Regions from separate parts of the Rattus norvegicus genome. Here region 2 is linked to region 1. Evidence: chromatin contacts called from public Hi-C data. All regions are on one chromosome and are shown on one strand. Each heading gives the region's core, a stretch centred on a gene start, on an enhancer-like site or on the middle of the called end of the contact. The rest is flanking DNA. Distances are from core to core; before and after follow the strand shown. Region 1 overlaps Trpm6 (transient receptor potential cation channel, subfamily M, member 6). Region 2 has its middle 38 kb from the start of Anxa1.

Evidence for each region. Hi-C and Micro-C count contacts between places; a contact is called where the count stands out from the background.
Region 2: a Hi-C map of prefrontal cortex shows a contact between it and region 1, with 7 times the contacts expected there. The contact joins two enhancer-like sites. A contact is called at or near these places in 4 of 12 Hi-C or Micro-C datasets (the A7r5 cell line, Schwann cells, frontal cortex and 1 more) and 1 of 1 datasets of contacts at active chromatin or transcription factors (oligodendrocytes).

Annotation. Positions count from the first base shown.
Region 1 is chr1:225,725,995-225,731,419 of GRCr8, forward strand. Trpm6 (transient receptor potential cation channel, subfamily M, member 6) reads left to right here. Exons shown (of 42, transcript XM_039101382.2): 35 at 792-842; 36 at 2,376-2,441; 37 at 4,575-4,861; 38 at 5,386-5,425. Among named protein-coding and RNA genes, the nearest start is that of Trpm6, 170 kb to the left of the region's middle. Within about 2 kb of position 2,992, at least 14 of the 93 cell types and tissues checked have an H3K27ac peak or open chromatin away from gene starts, as enhancers often do.
Region 2 is chr1:227,263,308-227,268,745 of GRCr8, forward strand. No RefSeq gene overlaps it. Among named protein-coding and RNA genes, the nearest start is that of Anxa1, 38 kb to the right of the region's middle. Within about 2 kb of position 1,559, at least 7 of the 93 cell types and tissues checked have an H3K27ac peak or open chromatin away from gene starts, as enhancers often do.

The sequences.
Region 1 (5,425 bases), core at 1,742-4,241:
CTTTTCTGCTGACTGTAGCCCCCAGCATGCACCCTCAAAGGATGCTTGCTCTAGTCTTTCTCTGGCATCAGGAGCCAGAGTACTCCCTAAACTTAGGCTCATGCTGCCCTTTATTCTAGTAGGCGTAAAGCAGCTGCTGCCATGGGACTGACGTTTCTCCACTTTAATTTTGATTTTCATGGAACAGCAAAACCATTTCAAAGGATTTCTCTGGAGCCTTATGATTTAGGGATGGAACAGAGAGAAAACTGTGAGTTAACACTGGAGGTGGCGTATTTCCAACACAGGGTCCTGGTACAGCTTACCAAATCCCGTGATGTGATACTGGCCACCCCTTCTTATGTATCTGGCACATACGTAATGTTTTTTCATTAGCTTCAGTCAGTAAGGTAGTATGCTAATAACTTGGCGTTAATATTGTCTTTGCATGAGTAGGTGCATCTTGGCAAAGAGCTCAGAGAATCAGGCTTCTGGGATGTCGTGATGGGCAGCTGTGTACCTTCTGTAACCCAGAGGTGTAATTGGTTCAGAGGAAATATACTTTGAGGCTAATATTACCTGTCTTTCTCCAATTCCCCATATAAATATGCTTGGAGATATTACACCGATGATTGGAAGCTGTCAGGATAGGGAGCAGCACACGGTTGCATTAAAGGATATTGGGCAAGCTTTTCTGAACAGTGAGAAGCCATTCTGATTAAGCCGTTTAATAGAAACTTTGAAGGCAGCGAACAAACATGTATTTATCTCAAGCCAAGTAATTAAAATGCCAATCATTTCTGTGATTTCAGAGATCTCAGCCTCTTTAAAAAGCCCTCCAGAGCCTCACCGCCATTATTCAGGTAGGAAGCAGGTGTGCACAGATGGGTCAACTGAGCTACACGTGTGGGACTCTGCACTTGTAAACACGAGTGTCCATCAACTCCACCTTATTGATGCAGCTTCGATTCAGAAAGTTGGTTACTTTAATGGTTGGAATAATTAGACTCAGAAAAACAAATTGTCAGGATTTTAGAAAACTCATATTTTAAAAAAAAATGTGTACACGTGTTGTCAAGTTGCAAATTTGGAAGAAGATGTTCTAGGTGTCTAAAATTTCCTTGCAAGCTCAGTGTGAGCCTAAAGCCAGACATCTTCCTTTGTACTGTTCCCTTTTTATTACCATTCAGGAGCTTGAACCCAGAGCCTTGCTGGAACCACTGAGCTTTCCCTCAGGCTGATCCCAATATTTTGAATTGGGAAAGGCTAGGTTGAAAGTCCTTCTTAAAGCTAGGGTGGGACCCTCCATATCCCTCAGTGAACATAACCACTGAATAGATGCCACCCCTCACAGAATAAGGCCCACAAACATGCCTAGCCACGATGCCATTATACAGAGATACCAAGGGTCTCGACTCTGTTATTAGGCAATGCTTCACAGCACTCCAGCTGCCTTTCTTTCCAAGTGGGAATGATTGTCCTTGCCCTCTCCGAGGGACATTCTGCCAATGGGCTAGTTGAGAATTAAGAGGCAAATATTTTGAGATGCAAACTAACTTAGACCAGCTGGACTTACGCCATGGTGTGGTTCCTCTAGGGTCACAGCTCTCAGTGCGTGAGATAACACAAGGACAGGGCTTTTACTGAGTTTAGCACTCAGTGTGAACCAAGACCTTACCGGCACTGTAATTACTGGTCTTATTATATGAAGGTCATTTGTTTAGGGTCCAATAATAAACTGTCTTATCCTGCATTCTCCTCTGTGGTGAATAATGGGCCTGTTGATTCTAGCCTCCTCATTCTAGGCTCCTATGACGGGCTCCTATAGCTCAGTAGTAATCTGTTATTTTGACTCTAACTGCCAGCTGTAGAGGGTCCCTAGCGAGGAATACTTTAACTCACACAGACTCTGTTAGTCTATGGCTCTTGGCAGGAAAATGCAGATCACTCGCTTCTAATTAAAATTAGTGTTCCATTCTCTCTGGGAAAAAAAGAAGGCAAACTCTACAAAACCAACAGTAGATGTCCCCACAGACCACTGCGCACTGAGTTTGCTTTGGAAAAAGGAAACCAGAGGATGTGGAACATAGATTAAAATCCATTTAGAAGAAAGAATTGCACATTATTTGAATTAGTGTCCTATTTGTTATTGGGAGAGCAAGGAGATAGCCCCTTCATAGGCCATCTTATATAACCTCATATAAAAGTTTCCTAAGACTAAGATATTCTTTATGTTTAAGGTGTATCTTATATTAAAACTATTAATTATAATAGTTTTTGGCTAGTGAAAAGAATAAAGGATGTTTGAAATGGTCTGTGTATTTTTGTATGGGGGGATTTCTGTAGGTTTAATTGTTGATACAGTCCTAAAGTAGTCAATCTGTTTTTGTTTGCAGCCATTGAAAGGAATAATTTAATGAGACTGTCTCAGACCATACCGTTTACACCAATCCAGCTGTTCAGTGAGTAACATCTCCCCCTTCTTGAGGCTGGGCGAGGGTAGGCTGAATGTTGGCATGCAACAGAAAAGAAACCACGTTCCTCATTTGACTCACAAATTTTATTTTGGCCATGTTGTAGATTAAGGAGGATCATTTCCCAAACTAGAGATTCTTCTTAACTACTGTGGGCAGCATCGAGGGTCAGAAGCTGATCCTGTGAGGCTGGGACCTACATGGGTCAGCGGTTGGGAAGCAAGCGTGATCCTGCACCTGGCATTCAGGGATTCGAGGCTGGACACGTAGAGGGAAGAAAAGAACAAACCAACCTTATATAATGAACACAGTCGAAAGCACGACATGTCAGTACGCTGAAAGCTGATGGGCATGGGAAGAGAAATCCTTTGTTTGCTGTTATATATTTGTTTGTTTTGTTTCCCATACTTGGATTGCTCTTTCTTCAGACTGCAAATGTAGTTTTTAAAAGCTGGAGAAGTAAAGAGAAGCAAGCTCGCGTTAGCCGAGGGCACCCGAGGTTTTCTGCCTAGCAGGATAAAGCACAGTTGACAGTGTAACAAAGGTCCCTACACTGCCTTCCCTCCTCAGGCTCCCTACACTGTTCCAATGGGGGAAAGACCAGGTTGGCTTCTGATTGTTTATGCAGATGCTTCCTCTCCCTCTTGGCTCCATGATTCATTTTGCAAATCAATAGCTCTTCTCTAAAGTCCCAAAGGAATTAGGACTCCAAAGAGCTCTTCAGTGGCATTTACTTGAGCATCAAGAATAAACATTTGAGAATATGTCACACATTCTCAGGATACATTTATTGATAAGGAATTAGATACGAGGGTGAGGGAATTGATGGCTTCCTTTCTGGTAACTTAACATAGTTCACAGAAAACAAACAAGAAGGTAGATAATAACAACAACATAGGGGATATCTGAGGTAAAGCTGTTAGGAAGACATAAAAGGCATAAGCAATGGGCTACAACCTCAAGAGAACCTCTGTGTGGATTGTTACTCCTCTTTTATAGTAATAATATTGGATGGCTGAGGTCCAAGTCCACGGAAGTGTGTTGTAAATAGTGTTTTTAGGTGAGGGCTATGTCTGCACATGAAGTCCTAGCCTGCTCTAACCCTGATGACATATGTAGTAACAGCAAACCACTGAAACAAGTGTTATTCATTCCTATTGAAGAAATGGAGGGTCTCAGTAGCTTGCTAATGGGCTCAAAAAGCAAAAGGTAGAGGCTCAAGGTATGACCTCGCTACTGAGTGATTTCCACTGGCTAAAAAACATGCATTATTGGTGAAGTAAAAATAAGACCTGGGTCCTGCTAAGACTGAACCCCCAGTGAACTAGTCTATGGGGGGAGGGCGGCAATGGGGGGAGGGTTGGGAGGGGAACACCCATACGGAAGGGGAGGGGGGAGGGGGATGTTTGCCCGGAAACCGGGAAAGGGAATAACACTCGAAATGTATATAAGAAATACTCAAGTTAATAAAAAAAAAAATTACCCTTTGCAGAGAAATAGAAATAAGCAAAACCACACCCATAAAACAAAATCCACCATGTTGTTTAAGTATAAGCATGGCTATACGTATAAATATGTGTATATTATATGAAGGGTAGTTATAAAAATGCTTGCTCCTTAAAGGGTTAGTAACGAATAATTACAGGTTAAATTGTCTCCATAGATAATATTTGTCTCGAGCCAGAGTGTCATTATCACATGCCTACAATCTCATCACTCAGGAGATAGGGCAAAAGGACCAAAAATTTGGAGCTAGTTTGGGATCCGTAATGATTTCTGGCTAGGTCGGCCTTAGTTATAAAGCAAGTCATGTCTCCATTAAAAAGTCTAACAATGACAACATATTCATATTGCTTTAATACGGCTTTTATCTAGTTAGTTTATAGTAAGTACGACTTAATTCTTATATGACATCTGATGGTTTGTCCCTCCTTACCCTCCCCACCTTCACTAGAGGACAAATCAGGACGATTTGTGTCTTGACTCTGCTCTAGCTCCTGCTAACCATACCCTCCTCTGGTCACAGAGACAACGGAACTGATTCTGAGTTGATCTTCAGGGCACCAATCGCACTCCAGACCTAGTATTTTTTTTTTAACTGGCTTTCATGTCTTATTGCAGCAGGAGAGGAAGTGACCATCTACAAGCTTGAAGAGACTTCCCCTCTGACCCTTGATAAGAGCATGTCCTCTTGGTCCCAGCATGGTAGAGCTGCCATAATCCAGGTGCTGTCACAAGAGGAGATGGATGGGGGCCTCCGCAAAGCCATGCGCGTTATCAGCACCTGGTCTGAGGATGACGTTCTCAAGCCCGGGCAGGTTTTCATTGTGAAGTCTTTTCTCCCCGAGGTCGTGCAGACATGGTATAAAATCTTCCAGGAGAGCACTGTGCTTCACCTTTGCCTTAGGGTAAGCCTGAACTGTAGACACCCAGAGCCCAGGAACTGCAAAATAAAAACACAGAGGTCTGGCTACAGGTTTATCTAAGATCTAAGATGGCTTTTCCTCAACTGAAGAGAGTCGGGTAGTTTTTGAAGGCGGTGGTTTTTATTACTTTTGTTGTGAAGGACATTTGCTTTGGGGGTATAGAGTGGTAGGAGGTAAATAATATTAAATGTTGGGCAGTCTAGGAATGGTTTGCTCTTTAATAAGTAAGGTTATGTTAGTGAACCAATAATTAAATTTTTTGAGAATTTCATGAATGCTGTATTTACAACATTTCTACCTGTCTCTCTCTCTAACATCTCCCATGCCTCCTGATACTCTCCCAAACTTATTACATCTTTTCCTATAATTATTATGGATAATTGACATTGAACACATATGATTTGGTATATATATTTTAAATAATTCTCTCTTTCTTTCTCTTTCTTTCTTTCTTTCTTTCTTTCTTTCTTTCTTTCTTCCTCTCTTTCTTTCTTTATTTTTAAAAGGAAATTCAACAGCAAAGAGCTGCCCAAAAACTCATCTATA
Region 2 (5,438 bases), core at 309-2,808, 1.5 Mb after region 1:
TCATAAATGTGAACCAAAAACTAAGTTTTAGTATCTCTAACATCAATATATTTTTAGTAAACACACTGTAGAATAGCTGCTGTTATTTTTTTAAACCAGTTCTGTTTGTTTTTTTATTTTAAATTATGATTTTTTTTAAAAATGCTAAGATTCAGTCAATTCAGTCATTTCAGGGGCATATGGAAGTGGCAGAATAGAATGCTTACCAGGTCTCTCAGAAGTATCCCCACATTTGTTATTTTATTTACTGGCTGATTCCTGGATGACTTTGTGGTGAATGGCTTAGAATAGAAGCGAGTGACATTGTTTGGAAGGTGGAAAACTGCAGCATTTAGTGGCAAGAGAACAGACTCTATCAGTACCCAGCTCAGGAAGAATGACAGAACAGGCTAAACATTATAGACCCGAGATACTTTCCTGGACCCGGAAGGAAAAAATGTGGGGCTATGTTGATGGAAGGCCTGTATTGACGTGCTAAAAAAAAACTGTCCTGACAGCCCATAAAATAATTAACCCTAAATGCCTAGGAATAAGTCCGCCAGGAATGCTGACCGTTGCTTCATTTTAAATTCTGAATCCGAAGTCACTGTCAACCCAAGTGTCTTTCTCTCCAGTCAGTACTACTTAGCACACGCCAAGCATTAAGCCACTTTCTATTTGTCCACCCGTGACTGTGTCACGGGCCTCACGATACGGTTCAGAACAAATCTTACCTTCATCTATTTCAAGTGGGATCCATACCATCTCCTAATTACTAACCCTCGCGTCATCAATAATGCTAAGTGTTACCCGGAAGATTGTAATGTATAATGCAGGCACCGATATTCGAAGAACCCGGTTTGAAATCTCAATCTTTTTCTGCCCCTACTAATGGAGTTAAGATGATTAAATTGCGAACGGCAGGACTGCAAGGTGATGTTTTGACAAAATGAGCTTGGTTGTTTGGAAGCAGCCCCGAAGCAGTCACTCTGAATCGGGGCCTTGTGAGTGTCTCTGTAAAGCAGATAGAACTTCATGATATATTTAAATCCTTTTCCGCAAACATTTCCCTGATTTGTTGCCAAGCCATCACTGAATTTAGTAATCCAGACAGATTACCAGAGGGGGCCTATTTTTAGGGTCCGTCTGTTGCCGTGGCCGTTGCAGCTGATCGGATTACGGCTCCATCCTACCCATGTAGAACGCATTGATGCTTCCAGAGAAACCTCACTCCACTCCTGTAATTACAATGTCAGACTCTGAGCTGGATATTTCTCTCTGAATTTATTTTGTAGCTCTGTTGTGGCCTAACGGTTATTAACTCCTGAGATGGTGTGTTGTCTTTTCCCTTTGCTCTCTGCCACTTACATTCTCTCTCTCTCTCTCTCTCTCTCTCTCTCTCTCTCTCTCTCTCTCTCTCTCTCTCTCTCTCTCTCTCTCTCTCTCTCTCTCTCTCTGTCCTGTTGGAGGAGAGTAGGTGATAGTAAATTCATGTTGTGGGTCACAGAGGACATATATAATTTTTCTTAGAGGGTAGAAAAAAAGAAGTCACCCAGCCCCGCAGCCATGGCTGTCTTCTATAAATGACAATACCGCCATCTAGTGATCACAAGGCCAACATTCTACTTTTTCATCAGATGAATAACGTGGTTTCTTCAATTTGTCTCAGAAGGAACTTTGCTTTACCTTGACAATAAAATGTTTTCCTAAGAAGAATGGCAATTCACCAAGTGACATTTGCTCCAAATTCATAATTTTGTCCATAAAAGGTAGGAAAAAAAGAAAAAAAATGACACAGCGTTAGAGGGAAGTTTATCTTTCCTAACACTGCTTAAACAAAGTTTATCTTTCATAATAATCTTAACCATGATCTTTACAAGCACTGTAAGTCAGGCAGTTAGAAAATTAAATGAAATAAACAAAAGTGAACTAGTTCGCCGGTTTTGTATTTGGTCGAGAAATAATTACCCAATAAATGTCACATCTTTTCTTAAATGATCTGTCGTCAACATCCCAGCTTTCACGCCAAAAAAAACTAATATATATATTATGCACATGTAAACAAATAAACATTGGCATACAGGAAGAAATAAGAACTAGATCAGATTGCTGATAAATATTTTTTAATAATTTATCATAACCATACTCTTCAAGCTGCTGTGGTATGAAGGCAGTAATTTTAAAATCCTTTAAAAAATATTCTTGATTTCATTATTATTATTTGTTAATGCGAATTCAAGATTGTTTTATCTACTGGTCCAATTAAACAGCTTATAGTACCAAGTGTATTGCTGTCAACAGAGGAACTGTCATCAGGACTCAAGTGCCCAGCTCAGCCACCAGGGGGCAGCACTGTACTAGTTCTGAATGATCTGGATCGGTTTCCTGAGCTTTACAGCATCCCAGTTTTGCTGGTCTTCTGAGATATACTGTCCCTTGAGAGGAGCCCAGAATGCTGGTTGATAATTGTAAAACTGAAGTATGTAAAGTATTTTCTGAGATTAATATTGTAAGGTACACACATGCACGCACGCATGCACGCACGCAGAGAGCACGGGAAGATTATCTACAAATTTGAATGTGTTTGTAGCCTTGATAACCTTTTTATCTTTCTTATGACCAAGTCCAGTGACTTCTCATTGCCCTCCACTTTCTTCCCTTTTATTTTCTGTTTGTTTCCTTTTGTACTTGGAAGTGAATTCATTCTAGAGACAGATATCAGATATCTAAAGAGAGCTATCAGAAATACACAACGAGGGGCCCAAGACATAGCAATTTCTCAAAGAATCTCTGCTGGGAGAAGAAAATTTCTGCTCCAGTCAGAGCAATAAACACTCTTCTCTCCAAAACAGGAAAGAGATTTGCAACCTTCCAGAAACATCAATGGGTCAATAGTACATAGGGCGACACCTTAGCCAAGACTACTTATATGTGACTATCGCTGGCCCACTATTTAAACCTTGCTTCAGAACTTCAAAGATATATTCGAGGGAGCCATTGGATCTCTTTATCCTTCATCCCAATGTGTACCCATTAACAAATTCTCTTGTTCTGCTTTTTGCTATTATTTTGATTCTTTTGGTATTATAAAGGACAGGTACTTTAGCCTGACTACTTGGAACACACGCTGTGACCCTAAATTCTGTACACTTTTGTCTCTTAATTTTTCTCTATTTTTGCTTGCTCATCTTTTCTCTTTTTATTTTCTTCTTTACGTATTCTCTCCCAATGCTTTTTACTTATTTATAAATAACTTTAATGTGTTGATTTTATATTTATTTATTAATATAATAAACATTATTATGTATATACAAATATATAATAAATGTTCTTACTAAAATAAAATATAATAATTTATTTATTGATAAATAATATTTATCTGTTAAGAAATAATTTTAAAGATTACATCATTTAACTTTGCTCTCCTCTCTCTTGCTACCTAAGTATACAGATTAGTAAACTGAGAAATGGTTTGGTCAAGCGAACTTTCAAAGTACTAATTTATAGTAAATTTTTAACACATACTATGTAAAAGATGAAACTGGAATAAAATCATTGGGATTCTAAAATAAAAGACAGGGTATGAACAATTTTTTGTTTTATGATTTCAAAGATGATAGTCGATCACGGAGAGGAATGCAGGTAGCTACATGGTGGCAGAAACATATGTCTGATGACCACCATCTTCTCAAAAGTTAGTATAGCACTAGCAGAGACCAAACTAAAAGTATATGTATCAGATTGTGTAACTCGAAAACTTCTGGAGGTGACTTACTTCCTCAATCAAGGTTCTGAACTCAAAGTTCCACACGCTCCCAAAACAGCGCCACCTGCTGGAAACCAGGTGAGCGAGCAGGGGGCCTGTGGGGGATTATTTCACACTCAAATAAAACAGTATACACTTTTTAGAAAGGTGCTGTTAGAGTCGCCTACTGACTGATATGTGTTCATGTGGTACTACAATGTGTGCAAACACATCTAGGTAATGAAGAGACTGTATCTTGAATCTGACATCTGCTGGGAGACATGAAGAAATCAATCTCAAACTGACCTAGGATCTTCCACCCTGCTGGCTAATTTTGATAACGCTGTAAGGTACCACACAGGCTAATGGGTAGAACAGATATTGAGCATCTTATACAGTCATGGACCATGTATGCTGCAATATTAACCTACCAGGCATAATGTGTTCACTTGTATAATAGTGGCAAAAGCTATTAGGGAATAACCAACTACTTTCTGATTGGGTTTAGGCCTGCTCCACAGAAGAAAATGTCTTATCTGGGACTTTAATTCTGATCAAAAGATCATGGCTGAAGAAGTCCTATTTTTCTAGCATACAATTTGCTATTATTGATTTATAAAATGGCTATGTTTTCAAATTGCCTTCTAAATATATATTAGTGTAATCATAGATTTTTAGCTGTTATCAACCTTGGTCAGAAAAGTTGTTTTGTTTGTTTGTTTGTTTTTATTGTTGTTACTGTTAGGGGGTTTGTTTTTATTGTTGTTACTGTTATTGTTGTTGTTGATGGGAAGTTCATTTGCTTTTGTTTTTGTTTGTTTTTATTGTGTTGTTAGTGGGTTTTTTTGCTGTTTGTGGTTTTGTTTTTGTTTTTATTTTTTTCAGTGATCAAGCAATACAGTGACACATAAACTGGCCAAAGTGAGCACTAAATGAGTACTCAGGGTTGAATTTGACACCTTTAATAAACCTCACAGATCCCACCCATACCCCTTTTCAAGGCTCAATGAACACTGCAAAAGAGGAGGTGAAACGAATATAAGAGCTGGAGCATAGGAAAGAATGCTGTCAAATGTCTCCTGGACACTACATGCTATAGCAGTTATGAGTTCAGAGCAAATTTGGTACTTCTCTTCAGAAGATCTACATGAGATCAAAATTCTGCACAGCCTAAATTCTGGGATGGATGAAGATGTGGTTTCCAGACCACACCCTCTAACGAGAAGTCATTGGAAGTTGATAGAGTCAAGGGAGGGAGAACCACCGTTTACTCCCCATACCTATGCACATGTGGAAAGTACTTTTTAGATATGCTGGGTTATTAAAAAAAAGAAGACATAAAGTCGTAATATGCTGAGGGATGTAGTAGGAATTGGAGAGGGGAAATAGACATGGAAATAGTAACATTCCAATTTACACATCTGTAAAATTTTCAACGAAAAAAATTCATAAAGAAAGGAAAACAATAAGTTGAGAACATGTCCTGCAACTAATAAATATATACACAAAATAAGTATTCAGCTTATTGCCTATCTGAACTGTTGTTGAATTCAATTTGCGTGTATTTCTTGTACATTGTAGTTTTTCTTATTTGTTGTGGTCTTTCTGTTTTACTATCCTTCGTTTCATAAATTCTAAACATATTAGACTTTAATAATTTTAATAGTATACATTAATCTCGCATTCCTCCACTATGCGTCCATTCAGATGATAA